Regions from separate parts of the Pan troglodytes genome. Here region 1 is linked to region 2. Evidence: chromatin contacts called from public Hi-C data. All regions are on one chromosome and are shown on one strand. The core of a region is the stretch at or near the end of the contact, and the rest is flanking DNA. Distances in the headings are between cores, read along the strand shown.

Region 1 (5,549 bases), core at 2,546-5,045, 630 kb before region 2:
AAAAATCCATTATCATACATAGTACATAATTATTTTGAAAACCTTCACAATATAGAGATTCGTTTCTTGGTGGTGATGATAGTTGGCAATTTAGACCTAACAAGAAAATTAAAATTTTGTAAGGCATGTTTAAATCATTCCTTGAAACAGGTTCAGTGATACAAAGATTTATAGGTTATTTTAATGTTTTATACATGCTCTAAAATATTTTACATCAACAAACTATTGATATATATATATGTGTGTGTACATATATGTGTGTGTATATATATATCATTTTAAATTCTTCTCCAAATACATTTCTATTTGAGAAATAGCTCCCTTTAGAACAAATAACTACTGGCAAAAAATTAATGACTTTTAGAAATATGTTAAATATAACACATAGAAAAATCTATAAAAACAAAAAAAATTGATGTTGGCAATGTTATGGAGAAAAAGGAATGCTTATACACTGTTGGTGGGAGTGTAAATTAGTTCAGCCATTGTGGAAGACAGTGTGGCGATTCCTCAAAGATGTAAACTACCATTCAACCCAGCAATTCCATTATTGGTTATATACCCAAAGGAATACAAATTGTTCTATTATAAAGACACATGCATGTGTATGTTCATTGCAGCACTATTCACAATAGCAAAGGTGTGGAATCAACCTAAATGCCCATCAATTACAGACTGGATAAAGAAAATGTGGCACATATATATCATAGAATACTACGCAGCCATAAAAAGAATGAGATCATGTCCTTTGCAGGGACATGGATAGAGGTGGAGGCCATTATCTTTAGCAAACTAATGCAGGAACAGAAAACCAAATACCATATGTTCTCACTTGTAAGTGGGAGCTAAATGATGAGAATACATGAACACAAAGAGGGGAATGACACAGCCTATCAGAGTGTGGATGGTGGGAGGAGGGAGAGGATCAGGAAAAATAACTAATGGGTAGTAGGCTTAATACCTGGGTGATGAAATAATCTGTACAACAAACTCCCATGACAGAAGTTTACCTATGTAACAAACCTGCACATGTACCCCTGAACTTGAAAGTTAAAAAATATGTTTGGGGAGTTTGATTTTGAAAAAACAGGCTGGTGAATAGAATTTTCCTAATTCAGCAACTGCTCTCTTATTTGGAAGATGTATGCCCCATAGCATCAAGGGCTGTGATCTAATGTTTATTCTTGCTTTCCATTGGTGCTGCCCCAAATAGAAGTCCCGGCCTATGCCTTTGCTTTTCTTAGACCAGGAAAAGCAACTGGACAACTGGGGGTTTTTGTCAAAGAAACTAAATTCTGGACTTGGGTCTTTAATGATTAAATCCATCCCATATTTATTTCTGTATTTCCATCTCTAGCAGTGTCTGAATCATAGTTTTTATTGTAGAAATATCATAGAATGGACTTAAATTCAAATTCTCGCTCTACCAATTATAAGTCAGAAAATAGTGGGCAACTTACTTATTTCTGAGCTTTAGTTTCTTCATCTGTAAAATGGAGATAAAAATACCTACTTGTTATGGTTGTCAGGAGGATTAAATTAGGTTCCAAGTACAGTGCTTGGATCATAACAGAACTCAGTAAGTGAGAGGTATTTATCATAGTCTCATAAGATAGGCAGAAATTCAATAGCCCACAATGGCTTATTGTTCTACCCACATCTTGAGCCTAGTGGAGCCAATCCATCCCAGCAACAGCCTCCTGGCATCTCACATCTACTTGGAGATTTTGAATGAGGTTTTGCATGTCTTTTGGATGGTTGAAGATATTTCCAGGCAAGATGTTGACTCTGGGGCTTTAGAAGAACCGTAGCTTCTGGCTCTTGCCAAAAAGTTTAGTTCCACATAAATGAATTAGCCTAGCCAGGATGACTTTCTGGAGGGCTTTTGAGACCTATGCTGAACAAACTCAACATTTTAAGAATAATTGCAGAGTTTTCTAAAGCTGCGTTGATACTGGTTAGTTGAACTGGTCACACAGAACTGCTGGACAGAAAATTAGGTCAAACTTGGAGCAGCTAGCCAGGGCTTTGTCAAGATTTAAGGCAATCTTAGCTAAGGATGTCAGTGAATGAGCTGGTGTCATTGAGATGATGCTTGAGAAATGGGTCATATTTAGGTCTCTTCAACCCAGCATTTGATCATGCCCTAAAAAACCACTATGAGGCAAAATTTGTTGGATGAATTGGCCATATAACCCCAGTCTGAGTGTATATGAATTCATATCAATCCACAAATGATGATCTCCTAGTCGTTTAGGAAAACCAAATAGGGAGAATTAAGAGGCACATTTTTCCAAGATTTTTTCTGTAAGACTTTAAGCCATTTCCTATTTTTTCGAGGAATTCAAAAGTACTAACATAGTCAGAAATCCTTGTAAGAAAACCTGATAGTGAGAAATCTCAGCATAGGCCTTTTATTCCAGGACATTGTTTCCCCCTGAATTTCTAGGTTGAACCCATTGGCTATCCAAATGGTCCCAAACACTGCTAGCTAACCTCTCTATTGATGCTTTCCAATTTATATGAAAATTATGTGTTTATTTGCATGTCATCCCCATTAGCTGAAAGGCTCATCAAAGGCAAAAAAATCACTTATTTTTGTATTAGTTAACAATTGTGCATTTAGCAATGTATCTGGCACCTAGTAGGTATTACAATTTATTGAGTCAGTGGCTGATTGTTCATTTAGCAGAAACACATGGGATCTCTTATATGGCAAGATTCTGTTGCATTCTTAAAGTATATGTCAACATATACAGTTTTTAGAAACTCATATCTTTAATAAAATAAAGTTTAAAATTTATATCCATATAAATTATTGAAATATATAATCAGGTTATCTGGTAAGGCAGAGGAATGATTATGAATTATAAATCTGAGAGGTTGAAAGTTAATTGCTGTATTGTTCCCTGGATTGTTCACATTCATGGAAGGTATTCAACTCATCTGATTCAACAGGAGAAGGGAAATATTTATAGTACAACTTCCTTTCGATTGCAAATGAATTCTAGTTACGTATGTGTCACATTTTTCCCAAACAGTGAAAAGACTTTTTTTTTTTAAGTAGATGAAAGTATTTTCATCAGCACTCAACTTCTGAGCTTCCCTTTCTGAGATCAGATATTGTGAAAGACAGTAACAGAGATATAAAGAATTATTAACTACTAAGCTTGAAGTCTTATAAATACCCATTTAAAAAACTATATAAGCTATTAAAGTTGGCTCTCATATAAAAGAGAGATAACTCTCTGTTTTATTCAAATAAATATGATTTTAAAAGAATGATGGCTGTGGTCATGATAAGAAATATGGCCTTTCATATTTATAATGTGTCCTCCATTCATCTTGGTTATAACAGGAAATGGTAATGTAATTTCTTTGTGGGCAAAGATGAAAAAATAATCCTTGTCTGTAAAACTTTCTTACAACAATGACGACAACAATTACAACAGTGACACCAAGAAACTATTATAACAAGTTGCTAGAACATAGATGAGATTGTCTTGCAATTAGCCACGTCTGTCTGACACACATTTCTTTCTTTGTAAGAGAAATCGTGCAGAGCAGTTTATTCCGTCTCAAAGATTTTGATAAAAGAAAAAGGAAAACTGCAATTTTTGCCACAAAAAGACAGGTGGCGTAAGCATGCAACTTTTTTTTCTTTTCTTTTCTTTCTTTCTTTTTTTTTTTTTTTTTAAAATATAAAGTGATTATTTTCTCTTGGTTCTTTGAAAAACCTCGCTTGTGCTGGGGTTTGTGGCTGAACCCGGTGACGTCAGTGTGGCAGTGCGGAGTCAGGCGCAGCGGCTCCCTATAAGCAGAGGAGCTGTCCGTGTGCTGAAACGGCCCGAGAAGCTCGCCCGGAGAACGGGGAGGAATATGCTGTGGAGCTCCTCTGCCATATAAACAAAAAGAGGTAAGGCTGCTTTTCTCTTTGATTTATTGGAAAGTTCCAAATTGCATGCTCTTCTTTTAATTCCTAGCTGAGAAGAAAAAGACTGTTTGGCAAGCTTATGTCGATAGGATAACTGAATAGCAACCTGCTGCTCATCAGCCAATGTAAGGACACTACATATGTGTATATACATGATCGGGTCTATGCTTTATACTACTTGATGTTGGATATTTACTAACCAGAATGTTACTTAGATAATCATATAAAAAAGAGTGAAAAAGTTAAGGATTTTAGTGTCAACACACAGATTAATGTAAAGTTAACCAAGCCCAATATCTTGTTTCTTTCCAAAATTTATTATTTCTGCCACTAAGAGCCAGATACGAAGCCAGGGGTATAATTTATATGTTTAATATTCTTAACAGTAGGTTTCCAATGATGCAAAGGCTGTCAAGCATGTTAGTCATAAAGGCAACCCATTTTGGAACTAGGTTTTTTTTCTTTGATATTTATCTTACAAGAGCTCTGAATTAACTAACCACATAACATTCTTTTCTGAACTTGTATATTTGAAAGAGCTTACATTATTATCTCCTAATTTTTGTTCTAAGATGTTAACTTAGGATTTTCCTGAACACTGGATTCTTCGTTTTTCCAGGGCAAAATATTATCTTGGGTTATAATTTGGCTGTGACCATGAATTACAGAGAAATGATCATTTTGAATACATGATGAAAATACTCATAACTTTGTAAATTGTTATTGTTATTACTATAATTTGATTTAAAGAGGATGTTCAATATGTTGCTAAAGATTTTGTCTGGGACAAGTATTTCATTTTTTCTGTATCCCAACTAGTTGAATTGCTTAAATTACATATAGTCACCTGCATGTGTCAATGCTCTAGTCTGAATTCAACAGAAAAGACATTTTAACTTGAGAGATTTTAATGATAGCTATCAGGGGAAAAATAATGTTCTAATTATTTGGATTTCAGAAAATTCAATTTTAAATCAAACCCTATATAGAATAGTAGAGCTGTTGAAACATCTTTACTACTTGAAAGAGCTGCTACCTGGGAAAAGAATCCTTTGGGTCTCACTCAAAGGCAATAACTATGTCATTCAAACTGAAGCTGAATAGTTAAGCAAAGGGTAGCACTTGTTAGGCTGTGGTTTAAACAACTGCAATGAGTATTCTGCTTCAACTTTACAGCAAAGTGCAGTTCCAAGATAATGATTTTAAAGATGAGCATATAATCCACATGTTAAGACTATTTCAGTATTGTGGCTTCAAAAAAAATAAGTTCAATAAGGTTTTTAAGATTATTATTTCAAATGCCAATGTTGAAAGTTGATTACCAAAGCTACATTAATCCTGAAATAATATAAACAAGAGTGCATAATGTATTTTTATTTGAACCTCATTATTTTATGAATAAAATTACTTATAGTAAACATGTATTTATAATAAATATTTTGGAAGTATCCTCTCAAATGCCTTTCAAGATGTTTCTTTCAATAAATTAAGTACTCTGGTAAACGTGAATCATTTAAATAGGTATATACGTATGCTAAAATGTTTTCATAACTAAGCCATTATCGGGCTCTAAAAAACTGGAAACAAAATCATCAATATGATCTTGTGAACAATG
Region 2 (5,775 bases), core at 610-3,109:
CTGCCCTGGGTGAAGAGAGAGCTTCCTGTGCTAGAATTTAGTTCTCCACTTCTTGAGTTAGAACAGCGCTCTCAATCAGAAAAGATTTTGTCCTTTGGGGATTTGTGGCACTCAGCGTCTGGAGACACTTTTAGTTGACCTAGTAGGGAGGGAAGTGCTGCTGGTATCCAGTGGGAAGAAGACAAAGATGCTGCTAAACGTCCTATAATGCACAGGGCAGCCTTTGACAGCAAAGGATTATCCAGCCCCAAACATTGGCCGTGCTGACATGTAGACCTCTCCCTCCTCCTCAGCCTTTTACCTACTTGGCTTCCAGGACACCACATTCTTCGGCCTTGAGTTTTCTCCGACCTCACTGGTCCACCCTCTTCAGTTACCTCTGCTGGCTCCTCCACACCTCCCCAAACTCTAAACATTGGAGCACACTAGTGTTGGGCTTTATCTCTTGTCTACCCATTGTCACTCCAGTCTATGCCTTTAAATATCATCTTCAGACCTGCTACTCCCAGATTTATATCTGACTGGACCCTGCCCCTGAATTCTAGGTTCATAGATCTAAACATCTCCATTTGGACATCTGAAAGGCATCCCGCACTCAGCATATCCCAAACTGAGTTCCTGATCTTTCCCCCAAAAACCTGCCCTTCCAAATTATCTCAGTTAATTGCCATTCCATCTGCCCAATTGCTCAGGGAAATAACCTCAAAGTCATCCGTGACCCCTCTCTGCCTCTCAAATTTTCATTCAATCTACCATCAACTCTATTGGCTCCAAAGATATCCTAAATCTGACCACTTCTCTTCACTTCCACTGTCATTCCCTTTGGGCCTGGTCACCACCATCTCTCACCCAGACAGGGCAGCTGTCTCCTAACTGGTCTTTCGGCTCCTGCCTGTAGGACCTTCTCAATGCAAGAGCCGGAGTGATCCTTACAAAATGCAAGGCAGATCATGCCACGCCTCTATTCAGAACGTTCAATGGCTTCCAGCAATTTCCAAAGTAAAGTCGAAAGTCCTTATACTATGCTGCAAGGTCTCGTGTGATCACTCAGCTTCGAAATCTCCGGCTTTTCCCCCATTAGAATCTCTCTGACTCATATCCTGCCCTGCCCCTTCACCTGCCCCAGCAGCCACATCAGCCTCCTGGGTCCTCCCTGCCTCCTCCAGGCACCTCCCGACCCCAGGACCATTGCCTTTGCTGTGCCCACTGCCTAGAATGGTCTTCCCCTAAAACCCCCGTGGCTCACACCATCAATCCGTCAGGTCTTATTGAAATGTCACTGGCTCCGAGAGGTCTCCGATGCCACGCTATTTAAAAGTGAAACCCTGCACCTCCAGTGGTCGGCTGTAATATCTTTCCCGTAGTGCTGACCACCATCTGGCACACTCGTTATTTTTCTGGTATGAGTTTTTGACAGATTCAAGCTCTCTAAAGACCGGGACTCTTCCGTATGACTGTCTCCACAGCATGCAGACGAGTGCCATCCACGGTAAATGCCCAGCGATGCACAGCTGAACCCCCCGCAGACTTCGAGATTCCCCAGGAACAGGAGGTGTCGTATCACCCACAGCAGCTTACCCAGGTCTCCTTCCACGCCTTCCTATATGACCTCCATCTCTCTTCCAGGCTAAGCCCTGCACGAGGAGCTTTTGTACACATTTGTCATTTCATTTTGTTTACTGGAACCCAATCGATTTTTAATTGAATTTACAATCAGAATCCCAAAAATGTCAAAGGTATCTTCACCGCGGTGAAAGCTTCATGCTGCTCTCCAAACCTCAATTTACCAGCAGCCTGGCAGAGGCTGCAAATCACTCCAGAGGTGGTGCCCTTGGAGGACAGACTGTGAGCAGGGTTTCTGCACCATCTTGTGGACAGCTTGGGAATGACACATACTGAAACACGTCTTTTACGTCCCAGCGTGTGTGTGTGTGTGCGTGTGTGTGTGTGTGTGTGTACACGAGAAAGAAACGCTTACTGATGTCTCCTCCCCACACCAAAATGAATACCTCCTCTCCTCACCAGTCCTCAATGCTAAAGGCTTCTTGGTTGTGTTTTAAGCTGGTAATTCCCTTTTTCAGTTAAAAAAAAAAAAAAAATTCCTCCTCCTGGCCCAGTAAGGAGAGAACTGAAGGCTCCTTGCGGTTTGGCTTCTCCCAGAGTGTCTTTCCCTTAGCAGCAGCATCTAGCTCACTCTCTGAATCAGGAAACTGAGCAGGTAAGATGAGTCTTCAGTATCTAAAGGGGCTGTCCTAGGAGGCATGATTTCAGCAGCACCATGTGAGGCCAGCACACCACCCCCTAGTCCGGTGGGCCCTCTGTAATATGCCTTTTATTCCACTGTCAGAACTCAGGTTTTAGATGTAAACACTCCTGGGAGAGGAGCACTAATGTCCAGTCATACCGACCCGAATGACCAACAGCCAACCTACAGGCAGGAGGTGGAGAATGAGGGCAGACAAAGGCCGCTAGTCACCTAGTGGGGAAGGCAGGTCTGGGACAAGAAAGGCCACCTGACCCTCCAAATTCCACTGCACACACCTTACAATTTCCCTCCTACTCGGCCTACCCATGCATAGTGTCAACTCACTGATTCCATCCTGTGTGTTTGGGATTGAAGAGGGGAAAAGGGCCAGATCCATCCTCATTGTGAAAATTCTACACTCCAAGGGTTTGTACAGCAATTCCACTACCTCAAGACCCTCGAACTATATTAACTACAGTCATCCAAGCTTGCCTGAGGAAAGACAGTGGAAAAAGAGCCATGATTTGTAACCAGCACATGATTTGTTTGAAAGAAGCATGCACTTCTGAGGTGTGAGAAAGTTCTAGAATCATTTTAGCCAAGATCAAAGAGATTGTTTGCTTTTGTAATATGTTAAGAAAATTGAAGAAAGAGTGTGGACTCATAAGTAAATTTAAACTTTAGACCAGTATGTATGAATTAGCATCAGGAGGGGAAGGGAAGAGAATAAAGATTTATTGAAAGCCCATTTATGGAACACACTATCCAGCCACAAAACAAAAAATAAAGCATTATTTCCTCCCCATTCTGGATTATAATCTAGTTGTGCCATTTTGAAAAGTCAGTCTCATCAACAGAAAGCTACCTTGATTTGAATGGCTCATTAAATAAGATAGAACAGGGGAATCCCAGCTCTAAATGGAAGGCTGTTTACAAACCTAAATTTAATAACCCTCATTAGAGGCCAGCTATGTGGTCCTGAGCTAGTAGTTTAACCTCTCTGAACCTCATTTTCCTGATCTGTAAAATGGTGTGCTGATGCTGTGAAAAACAGTTGGGTGTTTCCTCAAAAAGTTAAACATAAAACTACCATACGATCCAGTAATTTCACTTCTGAATACATACTTAAGAGTGAAAGCACAAACTCCAACAGATATTAGTACACTAATGTTCATAACATCATATTCACAATAACCCAGAGGTAGAAATAACCCAAATACCAATGGAAAGATGAATGAATATACAAAATGTGGGATAAACATACAATGTTTTGTTTTGTTTTGTTTTGTTTTGTTTTTGAGACAGGGTCTTGCTCTGTCACCCAGGTGGGACTGCAATGGTACAGTCATGGCTTACTGCAGCATCAACTTCCCGGGCTCAAGTGATCGTCCTGCCTCAGCCTCCCAAATAACTGGGACCACAGGAACACACCACTATGCCTGGCTAACTTTCAAAACTTTTTTGTAGAGATGGGATCTCTCTATGTTGCCAGGCTGATCTCAAACTCTTGGGCTCAAGTGATCCTCCTGCCTCGGCCTCCCAAAGTATTGGGAATATAGGTATGAGCCACAGCACCCAGAAAATGTATTATTTTTAGGCCTTAAAAAGGAATGAAATTCTGATGTAAGCTACAACATGGATAAACCTTCAAAGTGTGTATGCTAAACGAAATAAGCCAAACACAAAAGGACAAATATTGCATTATTCCACTGAGGTACCTAGAATAGGCAAATTAATGGAGATGAGAAGTAGAATAGAGGCTACTAGGAGCTGTGGGGAGGGAGGAATGGTGAGTTAGTGTTTAACGGGTGTGGAGTTTCAGTTTGGGGTGATGCCAAAGTTCTTGAAACGGATAGTGGCAATGATTGCATAACATTGAGAATGTATTTACTGCCACTAAATTGTACACTCAAAAAAAGGTTAAAATGGTAAACTTTATGTTATGTATATTTATCACAATGATAGAATAGATGATAAATAGATGATAGATAGATAGATAGATAGATAGATAGATAGATAGATAGATAGAAAGAAAGAAAATGGTACTGGGTTACTATTCAAAGTCATGTCTTTCTTAGCCCTAAATATATATATATATAACAATTTAAATATATATTACAATTTATATTTGTAGAAGGAATATATATATATATATATCCCTTCTATTATGTTGTCTAATTCTATGTTTATTGTATTGCGTATTTTGCTAAATTTTACTCTGTGCAAAACATGTGTTGAATAGGTGTGAATTAATTAATTATATAGTTTTATTGACTACGGCAGTACAAAAGGAAAAGATGTTACGATAAATTTTCTCAATACACAATACAAACTAAAAGGACTCTTCCAGTCCTCCTGAGCTGGTTCCATCCTGAACCAGGTATGTCTCCCAAGAGGCCCCAGCAGGGCAGGCTCTTCCTCTACAGTTTGATGAGAAAAGTCTCCATGAGGTACTCTTCTCATATTTACAGTATGAAGAATGGCTTTTTTTTCCTCTAGTTTTAATTGAGATGGAGCATTCCAAGGCCAAGAAAATGTCATGCATTCACTGGTGAGTAAGCTGGACATGACGGGAATGACAGTTACAGGACACAGCTATTTACCAAAAACGTGACCTATGGGACTTAAGAACCATGTCACGCTGCTCTGCTTGATGGTATCTATTTGGATGACCTGAAATCAGAAACTTGGTTTTCTTTTGAAGAGAAAAATGTCCAGAGTATACTGGGATATGCACGGGGGTGAGGGACACGTGCAAGTGTGCACATCCACGTGTTCACAGCCATGGGGAAGGGAGGAAAAATCACCCCTTAACTCAAAGAACTCTGGAAATTACAATAGGAAACAACCTACTTTCCCTATTGAACAGCAACAAAATGAGAAGCAAGCAATAAGGGATAATAAAATGCCCAAGTTATGTTTTTACATGCAAGTAAAGTGAGTCAAGAGGACTATAACTTTGAAGACAAGTTATGGAATATGAATCTCTCCACATAGGGTGCTTACTGTATTTTCTCATTTCTTTCAAATCCTGTAGAAGTGTATAGTCAAGACTGAAAATATAAAAGGCCATAAAAATGGAGATACAAATGGCTCTCCAGATGTTTGAGTCTGTTCTAAGAGAAATCACATTTGTGAGAGCAGACAAAAATGTGAAACAAAAAAAAAATGGTAGAGCTTAAATGTTAAAGCAAACTCAATTGATAGACATTAATTGAGCACCTATCAAATAAAAGATACTGGGCTAGCCTCCACAAAACAAAAAATAAGGCATTATTTCCTCCCCATTCTGGATTATAATCTAGTTGTGCCTTTTTGAAAAGCCAGTCCCATCAACAGAAAACTATCTTGATTTGAATGGCTCATTAAATAGGATAGAACAGGGGAATTCCAGCTCTAAATGGAAGGCTGTTTAACTCCATCTTCAGCTGGGTTCTCTTTAAAATGACAGCAAGACAATTTAAAAGGATTTAATGCACAACGATAAAGAAAGTAAAAGAAGGGCTGTCACTGAATAGAAATTCAACAAA

The links. A called contact is a pair of places that touch in the nucleus more often than the background predicts.
Region 1: a Hi-C map of stem cell-derived neural progenitor cells shows a contact between it and region 2, with 3 times the contacts expected there. The contact joins the promoter of SCG2 here to the enhancer-like site in region 2. A contact is called at or near these places in 2 of 7 Hi-C or Micro-C datasets (blood and stem cell-derived neural progenitor cells) and 1 of 1 datasets of contacts at active chromatin or transcription factors (stem cell-derived excitatory neurons).

What each region holds. Positions count from the first base shown.
Region 1 is chr13:125,845,132-125,850,680 of NHGRI_mPanTro3-v2.0_pri, reverse strand. It overlaps SCG2 (secretogranin II), which reads left to right and starts at 3,795. Exons shown (of 2, transcript XM_516120.5): 1 at 3,795-3,916.
Region 2 is chr13:125,213,980-125,219,754 of NHGRI_mPanTro3-v2.0_pri, reverse strand. No RefSeq gene overlaps it. Among named protein-coding and RNA genes, the nearest start is that of KCNE4, 83 kb to the left of the region's middle. Within about 2 kb of position 1,859, at least 6 of the 24 cell types and tissues checked have an H3K27ac peak or open chromatin away from gene starts, as enhancers often do. A contact at or near this core is called in stem cell-derived neural progenitor cells, where this site is marked.